2 separate regions of the Gossypium arboreum genome follow, and region 1 is linked to region 2. A link is a contact called in public Hi-C data. All regions are on one chromosome and are shown on one strand. The core of a region is the stretch at or near the end of the contact, and the rest is flanking DNA. Distances in the headings are between cores, read along the strand shown.

The links. Hi-C and Micro-C count contacts between places; a contact is called where the count stands out from the background.
Region 1: a contact with region 2 is called in a Hi-C map of leaf, with 2.7 times the contacts expected there. The contact joins the promoter of LOC108450453 here to the promoter of LOC108456175 in region 2. A contact is called at or near these places in 2 of 5 Hi-C or Micro-C datasets (both in leaf).

The regions. Positions count from the first base shown.
Region 1 is chr7:100,042,026-100,047,662 of ASM2569848v2, forward strand. LOC108450453 (chaperone protein ClpC1, chloroplastic) reads right to left here and starts at 2,610. Exons shown (of 10, transcript XM_017748089.2): 1 at 2,343-2,610; 2 at 1,209-1,781; 3 at 1,000-1,115; 4 at 784-903; 5 at 514-699; 6 at 142-357. The coding sequence starts at 1,767.
Region 2 is chr7:99,821,013-99,826,573 of ASM2569848v2, forward strand. It overlaps LOC108456175 (glutamate-1-semialdehyde 2,1-aminomutase 2, chloroplastic), which reads left to right and starts at 2,093. Exons shown (of 3, transcript XM_017754777.2): 1 at 2,093-2,439; 2 at 3,243-3,416; 3 at 3,683-4,950. The coding sequence starts at 2,260. The coding sequence ends at 4,750. It overlaps LOC108469691 (protein MICRORCHIDIA 7-like), which reads left to right. Exons shown (of 21, transcript XM_053030528.1): 21 at 225-1,397. The coding sequence ends at 302.

The sequences.
Region 1 (5,637 bases), core at 1,360-3,859, 220 kb after region 2:
AGAAAATTCCAATAAACAGCAAAAGCAGACCGCACATAACTCAAATTAGAAGCCGGATATAAAAATTAACTAGTCTCTAAACGATTATAGTATTTAGTGAAACCGTCAATAGAAGTCTTAAGTGTGTCGATAGCAGTGTACCTGCAATTCACCTCTTGCAAGAGCAGGCTTCAAGATATTGGCAGCATCAATCGCACCTTCAGCTGCTCCAGCTCCAATCAAAGTGTGCACCTCATCAATAAACAATATTATCTCATCACTTTGCTTGATTTCCTCCATTAGCTTCTTCAACCTCTCCTCAAACTCACCACGATATTTTGTTCCGGCAACAAGAAGACCCATATCAAGAGTTATAACCTGATAAGAAAACCATAACAAATGCGTTGTTCTAATTGTTGTAAGATCAAGGAAATTCTAATCCGGAACACGCATTAAGAAAATTCAAAGTCAATTCCTTCAACCCTTTTGCTAAAATAGAATGTTTTTAATAGTAAAAAGAACATGTATATGCACCTTCTTGCCCTCAATAGTATCAGGAACATCACCAGTAGCAATTCGCTGGGCAAGGCCTTCTGCAATAGCAGTTTTTCCAACACCAGGTTCTCCAATAAGACACGGGTTGTTTTTGGTTCGTCTACCCAATATTTGGACAACTCGTTCGATTTGATCTTGCCTTCCAACAACAGGATCCAATTTACCCTAAAAATAGAAAATACTTTTTTAAAAACAAGCAAACATGAATACCAAAATGATAAAAAATGACAAATAAATAAAACCAATTACCTCTTCAGCTAACTTAGTCAAATTGGTTCCATATTCCTCAAGTGTTGGCATCTTTGTGTTACCAGTTGATCCACCGGTAACCACACTAACTTCGTTGCCCTCACCAACCATACGAATAACCTAGTCAATCAAATAGTAAAAATTTAACCCCAGTTAATTTTTAAAATATAAATAAAAAATTTTAAACAAGATAAAGTCAATAAAGGCATTTCTTGCCTGTGTGCGGATATTGCTTGGGTCAGCACCCAAATTCTCAAGAACACGTGCTGCTACACCTTCACCTTCACGAAGCAACCCCAGAAGCAGATGCTCTGATCCAATGTAATTATGGCCTGAAATGTTATAAAAATAAGCTTATATACCAGTTAATCAAAGTAAATTCAACAAGTAATTTAAAAGCTGCTGTAAATTATCTATAAAGATACCAAGTTGGCGAGCTTCTTCTAACGAGAGTTCCAAAACACGTTTAGCACGAGGTGTAAATGGAATTTCCACAGCAACAAAACCACTTCCCCTTCCAATTATCTTCTCCACTTCAACTCGCGCATCTTTAAGATTGATTCCCATGGATTTAAGAACTTTTGCAGCAATGCCAGTACCTTCACCAATAAGACCCAACAAAATTTGCTCTGTACCGACAAAGTTATGGCCAAGTCGCCTAGCTTCCTCTTGAGCAAGCATGATTACTTTAATTGCTTTTTCAGTAAAGCGTTCAAACATGGCTTTAGGCACACACCTACTTCCCCTTCCACGTTGAGACGAGATTGAAATCGCAACCTTGGAATGGAAATCTTGGTCAACTCTAACCATATTATCCAAAGAAGCTGAGCCCCGCAACCCAGAGAAACTATTTATCCTCAATCCAGGTGTTCGTAAACTAGACATCATTTTGACAGACCTTTTCGATTTCCCAGTGGATCGACCATGACTTCGACTCGTAACTAGAGAAGGAACAATAGTCGACTGCGCCAGAACTTTAGCCATCACTCCTAAACTATCTGCGATAAGACAAAGACTAATTAAATTAAATAACCCCCAAACAAACAAAACAACACTTGCATTCTTCAAAAATATTGCAAATCATTAACCAACAATAAGAGATTTGGAAGAACAGTCACAAATAAATGAAGGTTCACATATGTAATCTCAAAATCAACTAAAAATGGAAACAATTTACCAAGAAAAGGGATAATTAACAGTTCTTACACCACTGAGTTAAGCACTTCTAGCAAATCATAAATTCATCAACCCAAAACAATATATCCAGAGCTAATCCATTAGCAATCATTACTATTATCATAACCCATAGAAGGAACTTATACAAAATGTCAACAGGTGGGCTACTCACCTTATCCATTACCAATCACCAAGTCTTTTTGGGTTTTACAATAAAGAAATCAAGAAAGAGAATCAATTAAAACCCAAACCAACCAAAACCCTAAAATCAAATTTTTCTTTATTCAAACAAAAAAAACCCACGAAACTAAAACCAAAATCCAAACCATCAAAGCATAAGAAAAGCATAAAAAATTAAACCTCAAGAAAGTTCCATAACTCACCGAAAAGAAAGAGGGTGAAATTGAATAGAGAGTGAAATGGACAGTAAAATATACTAAAAAGGGGTCTTTTCTTTTGGGAATTGCAGAGAGAAGAGACCCTATTTTTACCCTTTTTTTGTTCTTTTAAACTGATAGTAGGAATGGTCGGCCGAAGAGCAAATAAAGAGGATAGATGTGGCTTATATTAACACGCTCTCTCTCTCTCTCTCTCTTTGATAATTCTCTACGTCGACAATCTATCATCTTCTATCGACTTCTCCGCCATTTGATTTACACTTGTTTAGATTTTTGTGGTTTAAGATGATATTTTTACTAGATTATCGATTTTCTGTTTAATCAATTCAATTATAAATTTACTTGTATATAAATAAATAAATTTAAATTTTTTATAAAAATCATAAAAGAAATTTAATAAATACAAGTAAATTATGAAATAGTATTTGATGCATTACTCTCAAGAGAATTTTAAACTCCACCAAAGGAGAAAATATAATAAAATATTTTAAAAAATACATGACCGTTTTTGAAGAACACTTCTAAAATAAATAAAAATGTACACTACTATTATATCAAATGCTAACCAAATTATAATAAAAACATAATCATTCAATTTTTTTTATAAACTATAACAATAAAATCAATTATTTAAAATAATTTGACCCAATCTTCGCAAAGTTAGAATATTTTTTGGACAGAGTGAGATTGAATTAATATTTTTATAAAGTTAAAATATGTGTTGGAAACCACATATATCTTTGTAGCTTTTAAAAGATTAAATTAAAATTTTATAAATTTTAAGGGCTAAAAGCATAATTTTCCTCCATTCCAATCTTGTTTTGATAATTATGCTAACATATTTTGTAAAAGTTAATTACAAAATATAATTATATTGTTGGATAAAAATATATGTTGAGTTTTGAAAATTATTTATTATTTACCTTAATATTATTAATATAATATTTTATATTATTGTAATAATTTTGAATTAAAAGATAAATACGAATATGAATATGAAGCAATTTGTTAAAATATATTTTTATTAAAAAATCAACTAAATTTTGTATCACTAAAATTTTAACATATGTGTCAAATACATTAAAAATGAGAAAATTTTTCAAAGAAATTACAAATTTCAAGATAATTTTATATTTTAATTTCATAATTCATAATTTAATCTAAATTACTAATATGTTAATTATTTCTGTTAAAATACCAACATGAAATCAGATAGAAAAATCTAATTTTATTTTGTTTTGTTTTAAATAAGAAATTAGCATAAAATCTCATCTAATCTCAAAATTGAGGTCAATCTTTTTTTATATCTTAGTGCTAAAAACAACAAAAATAAATATTTATTAATATATTTATATTTATTATGTATATAATTTTTCGAACATATAAAAATAATCATTAATTATTTAAATTTTATATTGCTATAAGTATATAAATTAAATATTAGTTTTAGATATACAGACAAAAACACCGCTTAAAATCTAACAGCCTTTACATTCGTTGCTTTTACGGTACGTCAATACAAAAAATCTCAGTCCCATTCTTGTCCCTAGATATTTTCTTTGTTTGACTTGTTTGCCCTTTGTTACTCTGTTTTTATTGGTTTATATCTTTTAGTGCAATTTGAAAAAGAAAAAGGTTTAATGTTGAAATTGTGCCCAATATTTCAGGGGTTGCTTACGTAATAACAAAACCTTTCAAAATGGTTATTTAAATGTCTAATCTTTATACAAACGGTCAAATGAAGATCAAACTTATCCAAACAGCCATCTTAAAAATATTAAATAAGGACTTCTTAAATGTCGTATATCATGTTTCAAATTATGTTAAGATTACTTTTTTTTTTCTTTTCAAGTAATATCTTATTAAAACGTTATGTGTTTTATTCTAAACGCGTCAATATTTACATAACTTTTTTTACAAATTAGACTAAAGTGCGTAAAAAACCCTTATTTGAACACATTTAACCATTTTAAAAAATTTTACCTTTACTTGAGCAATATATAACCCAAAAAAAAAAAGCATGATTTTTAATATTATTATATTATTATATGCAATTATAGCTGACTTTTTTTTTTAAAAAATTATTAAATAATATATTAAAAATATTTAATAATACAATTTATTTGATGTTATTGTCAACAAGTTTGAAGAAAGCATTTGTAATTGCCAGTTTTCATCTTCTACAGAAGTGTTGGAAGTATGCAAGACTGAGAGACAATAAGTAAAGGACAATTTGCGCAAACACACCAAATATTGTTTATGCAATTTGATGAATACAACTGAGAAAATTCATTAATTTAACCCAATCAATCCTAAAATTATTGTATCATTATAGAAACTTCTTGCTCTCAAATAATTTCCTACTAAAGGCAGCAAATACTCACCACAAGTGATAAAGTAATCTCAGAAATGTATCAAAGAAAGAAAAACTCCTTAAAAAGGAGAATATGTAATTGATGAATTAATGATTTATTCATATCAGTTAATGAATAGAAGGGACTCAAATACTAAAACAGAAATACAAAAAAAATCACATATAATTGAAGAATTAATGATTTATGTTGGGGGTTTTGATATGTTGGTTCCATGTTCTGCCAGAACGAGAATGAATTTTCTGTTTGGACTATGAGTTGTTTCGGCTCTATCAGTGCTTGATGTTTTTCTGGTTTGCTAAGGAGTGTTTGACAAAACAATTATTGGTTTTCGGCTAGCATTCTTCAACAAATGTAGTTTGAAGTGAAGACAATACTTATCATTAGTATTATTTGTATAGAGAGTTTTAGGGCAATTAGAAGATTAATTTATGAAAAATTTTATTTGATAAATACTCAAAATAATTAATGAGATAATTTTAACTTTTAAATTTGAGTTTAAAACCTATCAAAACTCTGTTTGATGGACTCTTGTATTAGCTTATAAATAAATTGTTTGTGGCATTATTTAAGATGCGATTTTTTAGTGTCTTTGTTGATAGTTTTGTTGTGTTCTTGTGGTTATTTTTTTTTTTTTGTGTAAAGATAGATTGGGTTTAAACTAATATATAGGTGATCTAGATGATTGTTGAATCTAACCATTCAGTGGACTACATTAACACACATTGCATGCTATATTTCCTTACTTTGCTCTTTGCGCTACTTTCCATTTAACTTTTCTGTTCGTTTTTATTTAATCAACAATTGGATTGAACTATTTTTCAAGTGCAAATTGAAGGTTTCCTTTTTATCTATGTTTCAAAGAAAAGTTTATTGAATAGAAGAGGCTGAATTGAAGAAGTAGATAT
Region 2 (5,561 bases), core at 843-3,342:
TCAGTAGATCTGGGTCGATGCTGACATGTACCAGCCCGTATCCATTAGTAAAAGTTATCTAAAAAATATGTACTAGTGTCAGTATTGACAATCTTTCTAAAAACACTTTCATATTCGAACTTTTTCTTACATTTACCGAATCTTTATTTTCTGTCACCTGATTTCGTTTTCGTTTCTCCTCTTTGGAACAACCCATCAATGTTTGATAATGGTTGGCATTGTAGGAAGCATCTAATACCATACAAGAATTGCTTGACAAGATTAAGTTGCTGGAGAAGATGAAATCTCCCGTACTTCGATAGCCGATCAACATTATTTTCTGGTAACGACAGACTTCCCCTTACCCGTATTTTTTGGTGCGTTTTGGTTTTGGGTTTGGATCAATGGCAATTCATTTTTGTAACATTGGCTTAGGGGACAGCTCAATAGATTCACACCTTTACATGTTTTGGTTTTGGTTAGTCTTAGTGACTTATTTGCCATCTAGGTAGGTAGTTGCCATGTTATTCGAGTTAAATGACATGAGTGTTGGGAATGAATATATGTATATTTTGAAATTTTAAATTTATGTCCGAATATTTTATCATTAAAAATTATATGCATATTGTATATTTTTCTTATTAATTGTGTAAGTAGAACATGATAACATCATGAAACATGAATTATATCTCTATGATTATGTGATGCGAAATCCAGGACTCAAATTCAATGGTTAGAATCGAAAATTGAATAAAATGGATGGTTCTTTTATTATAAAACACATATAATCTGAAGATGAAGATGATCAATATAACAATAAAAAAAAAAGTGGTCTAACAATATATCACATAAATAATAATATCTCTATGATTCTATTACTTTATTTTATTAACATTTATTAATTATCGAATTTATAATAATTGCTTTGTCTCATGCATATCATGTTTAAAGCTAGATTTTTTCAATGTATATATTTTTGCCACTATGATTCAAATTCATGAGTTGCTTCTGGGTTGAAGATGCTCCTCCAGATGTTTGTGAAATAGTTGCTGCGGACCGACGGTGGCTGGACCCTCCGTGATTTCCGGCGATTGTGGGTCTATTTTGGGATCGAGACTCTACATATGTTTGGGATTAGGGTCCCCTCCGTTTCCGTTCCTACTCAAGTTGCTTTCTGGTGGGGAGGATTGGTCGTTTTGCCGAGCTGAAGGTCGGGGGCTGGGGTTGTTTTCGTTTTTAGGGTTTCAGGTTAATTTTTGTTGCTGATTTGGGATTTTTTCGTGGTTTGATTTCTTTGTTGTGTTTTGCTGTTTCCTTTTCTTTAGCTCCGATTGGGGCTTCTCTTTTGTTTGGGTTGTATTGTTTTTTCCCCTTTCCAATGTCTATAATAAAGCAAAGCGAATCATTTTCAAAAAAAATTCATGAGATTTAAAAAAAAAAATACATTTGCAATTGACTTAAATCTCTACAAACTCATACGCCATAAACAGTGCTGCTTAGTGGGTTGAACAGCAAGTCCTTTTTTTTTTTTTTGTAAAAAAAATTAGAGAAAGGATGTATCTCAACAAGTTATCAATACCTACTTTCACCAGTGTTATTATATTCTTCTTCCCTCTAACTTCCTGTCGAAGGTGTCAAAAGCAAAGAGAGGTTCCCTCAAAATCATGTTAATGGCAAAAACATAAATACATCGCATAAATTATTACACTTCGAGAACAAGAACAACTGTAAAAAAAAAAAAAGAACAGAAAAATATTTATACTGATGAACGTGCACGTTTACACATCTAACTTACACGTTACGAACTGGATTATCCCTGTAATTCTAACCTAAAAGTGTCTTTTTATACTTTTTCAGTAGATTCATACAACCTTGACATAAACAAATGGCCACCAACAGAACTGTCGAACTCAAGAAGTGAGTTTTGGGGTGGATATGTAATGCTGATAGACCAAGAGGTGGGATTGTAAGGCTAGAATAGGTTGTAGTGGGCCTGTGTCCATTTTTGGGCTTTCCACCTAGAACTGGGACATTTTCATGCATTAAAACATAATTTGATTATTGGTCCACCCAAAACGGTTTAGTCTGTATCCTATACACTCACAACCCAGCCATATTATAAACCCAGAAGTTGACAAAAACAATGGGGTAGACTGCTCGGTGGCTAATCTATAGCCTATTGGCTAGTCTTTCTTACAATTTTACCATTTTCTTATCTTCTTCTTCTTCTTCTTGAGACTTGCCTAGAAGATCACTGAGAAACAAATACAGATAGAAAAAATGGCGGCCTCAATAGGTGGAATTGGAATTGGGTTAGGTCTTTCTTGTTCTTCCAACCTTTCTAAATCACTTCATTCTTCACAATCCTCTGGTTTTCGTGTTAAGATGACTGTTTCAGTTGAAGATAAAAAGAAGAATTATACCCTTCAAAAATCTGAAGAAGCTTTCAATGCTGCCAAGGTAATTCTCTCAGTTCTGTCCTTTTATTACTATTTAAAAAAAATTCATCTCATTTGATTGATTTCTCGATCTGGGTTTGTTATGGCATGGATGAAAATGAATAAAAGATTCCACCTTGATTTCTTTGTACTCTGTTTGGGCTAAAGGAATTGATAGGAAGTTTAGTATGTTAGATTGCTGATCAAATATTTTTAAAGATTTGACCCAATTGGCCTTAATATCATATATTAGTACTTATAGCTTAGACCTGGGCACAGTAGGCCCCTGACCTTTGAGGGCCGGGTTCGAGTCCCACTATCTGCAATTACAATCTGTGGGTCTCTCTCCCACTCTGTGTGTATGCTTGGATTAATCCAGCTTTTGTCCGGTCTTTTTCATCTGTGCATTGTATTGGTTGGATTCTCCATTGTAGTTTGTCATTGTATTGTCTTTGTACTAGTGAAACTTTCAAAAAGAAAGAAAAAAAAAAACATATAGCTTCATATTGAGACTTTGAGCAGGCTTTGAAGGAACTATTATGCTTTTGACATTGTAAAAACTCCTTGCTTATCACTAAAATAATATGTAAAATGTATATCTAATTGGATGGTTACTCCTTTGATGAAGCTTACCATGTTAACTTTATATAATTGTATTGAGAAGTATCATTGGTTTTAATTATGGATACCTTATAGATTTGTAGCTATAGTGGCAGTTTTTAGTTTCTATTGTTATGTCACTATCTTTTCATTTACCCTTTTATATCTTATTTTGAGTATATTTTTCCATTGACTCCTCTAAGAGCATTTTTCTTTCGGGGGCAGAATTTGATGCCTGGAGGTGTAAATTCTCCTGTCCGTGCCTTTAAATCCGTTGGTGGACAACCGATTGTGATTGATTCTGTTAAAGGTTCTCATATGTGGGACATAGATGGTAATGAGTATATCGACTATGTTGGCTCCTGGGGTCCGGCTATAATTGGTCATGCAGATGATGAGGTTAGGTTTTTTCTTCTTTTCATCTAAATCTACCTTGCTTGTTTTCATTTTAGTGTTTTAACATCCCGAGCAACGAGCATCTTACATAGTTCCTTGTCTTTCAATGACAAATGGCGTAAGGTCAATGTTTGTGCACTTCTTCATGATAAAGTGGTTTGGCGATGTTCTTTTATGTGAGATGCAATGATGCACTATCTCTACCTAGAGTTGTTAGGTGTGTAATGGAGATGACTAATAATTCTCCATCGCTTTGCTTATATCTGCAGGTCCTTGCTGCTTTGGCTGAAACTATGAAGAAAGGAACAAGCTTTGGTGCTCCTTGTCTTCTTGAGAATGTTCTAGCAGATATGGTCATCTCTGCTGTTCCTAGCATTGAAATGGTTCGATTTGTAAACTCTGGTACAGAAGCATGCATGGGTGTGCTCCGTCTTGCCCGTGCTTTTACTGGCCGAGAGAAGATCATTAAATTTGAGGGTTGTTATCATGGCCATGCCGATCCATTTCTTGTCAAGGCAGGTAGTGGAGTCGCTACTTTAGGGCTTCCTGACTCTCCTGGTGTTCCCAAAGCAGCTACATTCGAAACTCTAACTGCCCCTTACAATGATATATCGGCTGTTGAGAATCTATTTAACAGTAACAAAGGGGAACTTGCGGCGGTTATTCTTGAACCTGTTGTTGGGAACTCTGGCTTCATTCCGCCTAAACCTGACTTCCTTGAGGCTCTACAACGCTTAACCAAGGAAAATGGCACTCTCCTCATATTTGATGAAGTGATGACCGGATTTCGCTTGTCCTATGGCGGGGCACAGGAATATTTTGGGATTACTCCTGATTTAACAACCCTAGGGAAGATAATTGGTGGTGGTCTTCCTGTTGGTGCATATGGAGGAAGGAGGGAGATCATGGAGATGGTGGCACCAGCAGGGCCAATGTACCAGGCTGGGACCTTGAGTGGGAACCCATTGGCGATGACAGCCGGGATACAGACCCTTAAGCGGTTGAAAGAGCCAGGAACATACGAATACTTGGATAAGATCACCGGACAACTTGTTCAAGGCATTTTAGATGCTGGAAAAAAGACAGGACACGCAATCTGTGGGGGGTATATCAATGGGATGTTTGGATTTTTCTTCACAGAAGGACCTGTTTACAACTTTGACGATGCAAAGAAGAGTGATACGGCAAAATTTGCCAGGTTTTATAGGGGAATGCTGGAGGAAGGTGTATACTTGGCACCTTCACAGTTCGAAGCTGGATTTACAAGCTTGGCACATACTCAGGAAGACATCCAAAAGACCATTGCAGCAGCTGAGAAAGTTCTTAGCAAGATTTAAGGTACTTTGTCCAATCCTGTTCTCACTTTCCTATTGAATGAGTAGCCATTTAGCTAGGGAATCAATGGTTCTTTTGTTGTCAGCTTTTCAGATTAAGATTTGTGGTCATTGCCTCTTACTTTAGAGTCTGTATTTCTCATGAAACTTTGTATCGATGCTAATGTATGAGATAATTATCGGCTTTTAAAGCTTGTTTACAACCTCAGCTTTATTGAACTGCAATGCGTGAAAGTTGAAAAAGCTTTCATTGCCTACATGAAAAGGCCTTTTATTAGTAATAGATTGCATTTATACAGAAGCATTTCTCCTTACAAATTGGTGTACATTTTGTCTTTACGTAGAGTCTATACAGCTTTACGTATAATTCAAGCTAGCATTTGATTACTAGCATCAGGGGTGAATCTAGAAATTTTTTTAAGGGGTCAAAATTGAATTACAAATTTTTGAGATGTCAAATATAGATTTAATCATGTGTTAATTTATGATTTTATCATTTTTGAAGGGACTAAATAGAATGTATTTCACTTTTTGGGCGCCAAAGCATAATTTTCCCTTATGTTAATTTATAATTTGATCATTTATAGAGAGTTAGAATTGCAATTTCTAAATTTTAGGGGGCAAAGTCCTTGCTTACCCTTGTATAAATGATTTTGAATACTTATTTGTATTTCTCTTTGTTGTTCTTGAATGCTTCCATAATTGCTTCCTTGGCTACAACGTAAGATAAGAAACCGACATGCAAATTAACCTCTTATGCCTACATTCTTTGTTGTTCTTGAATGCTTCCATAATTGCTTCCTTGGCTACAACG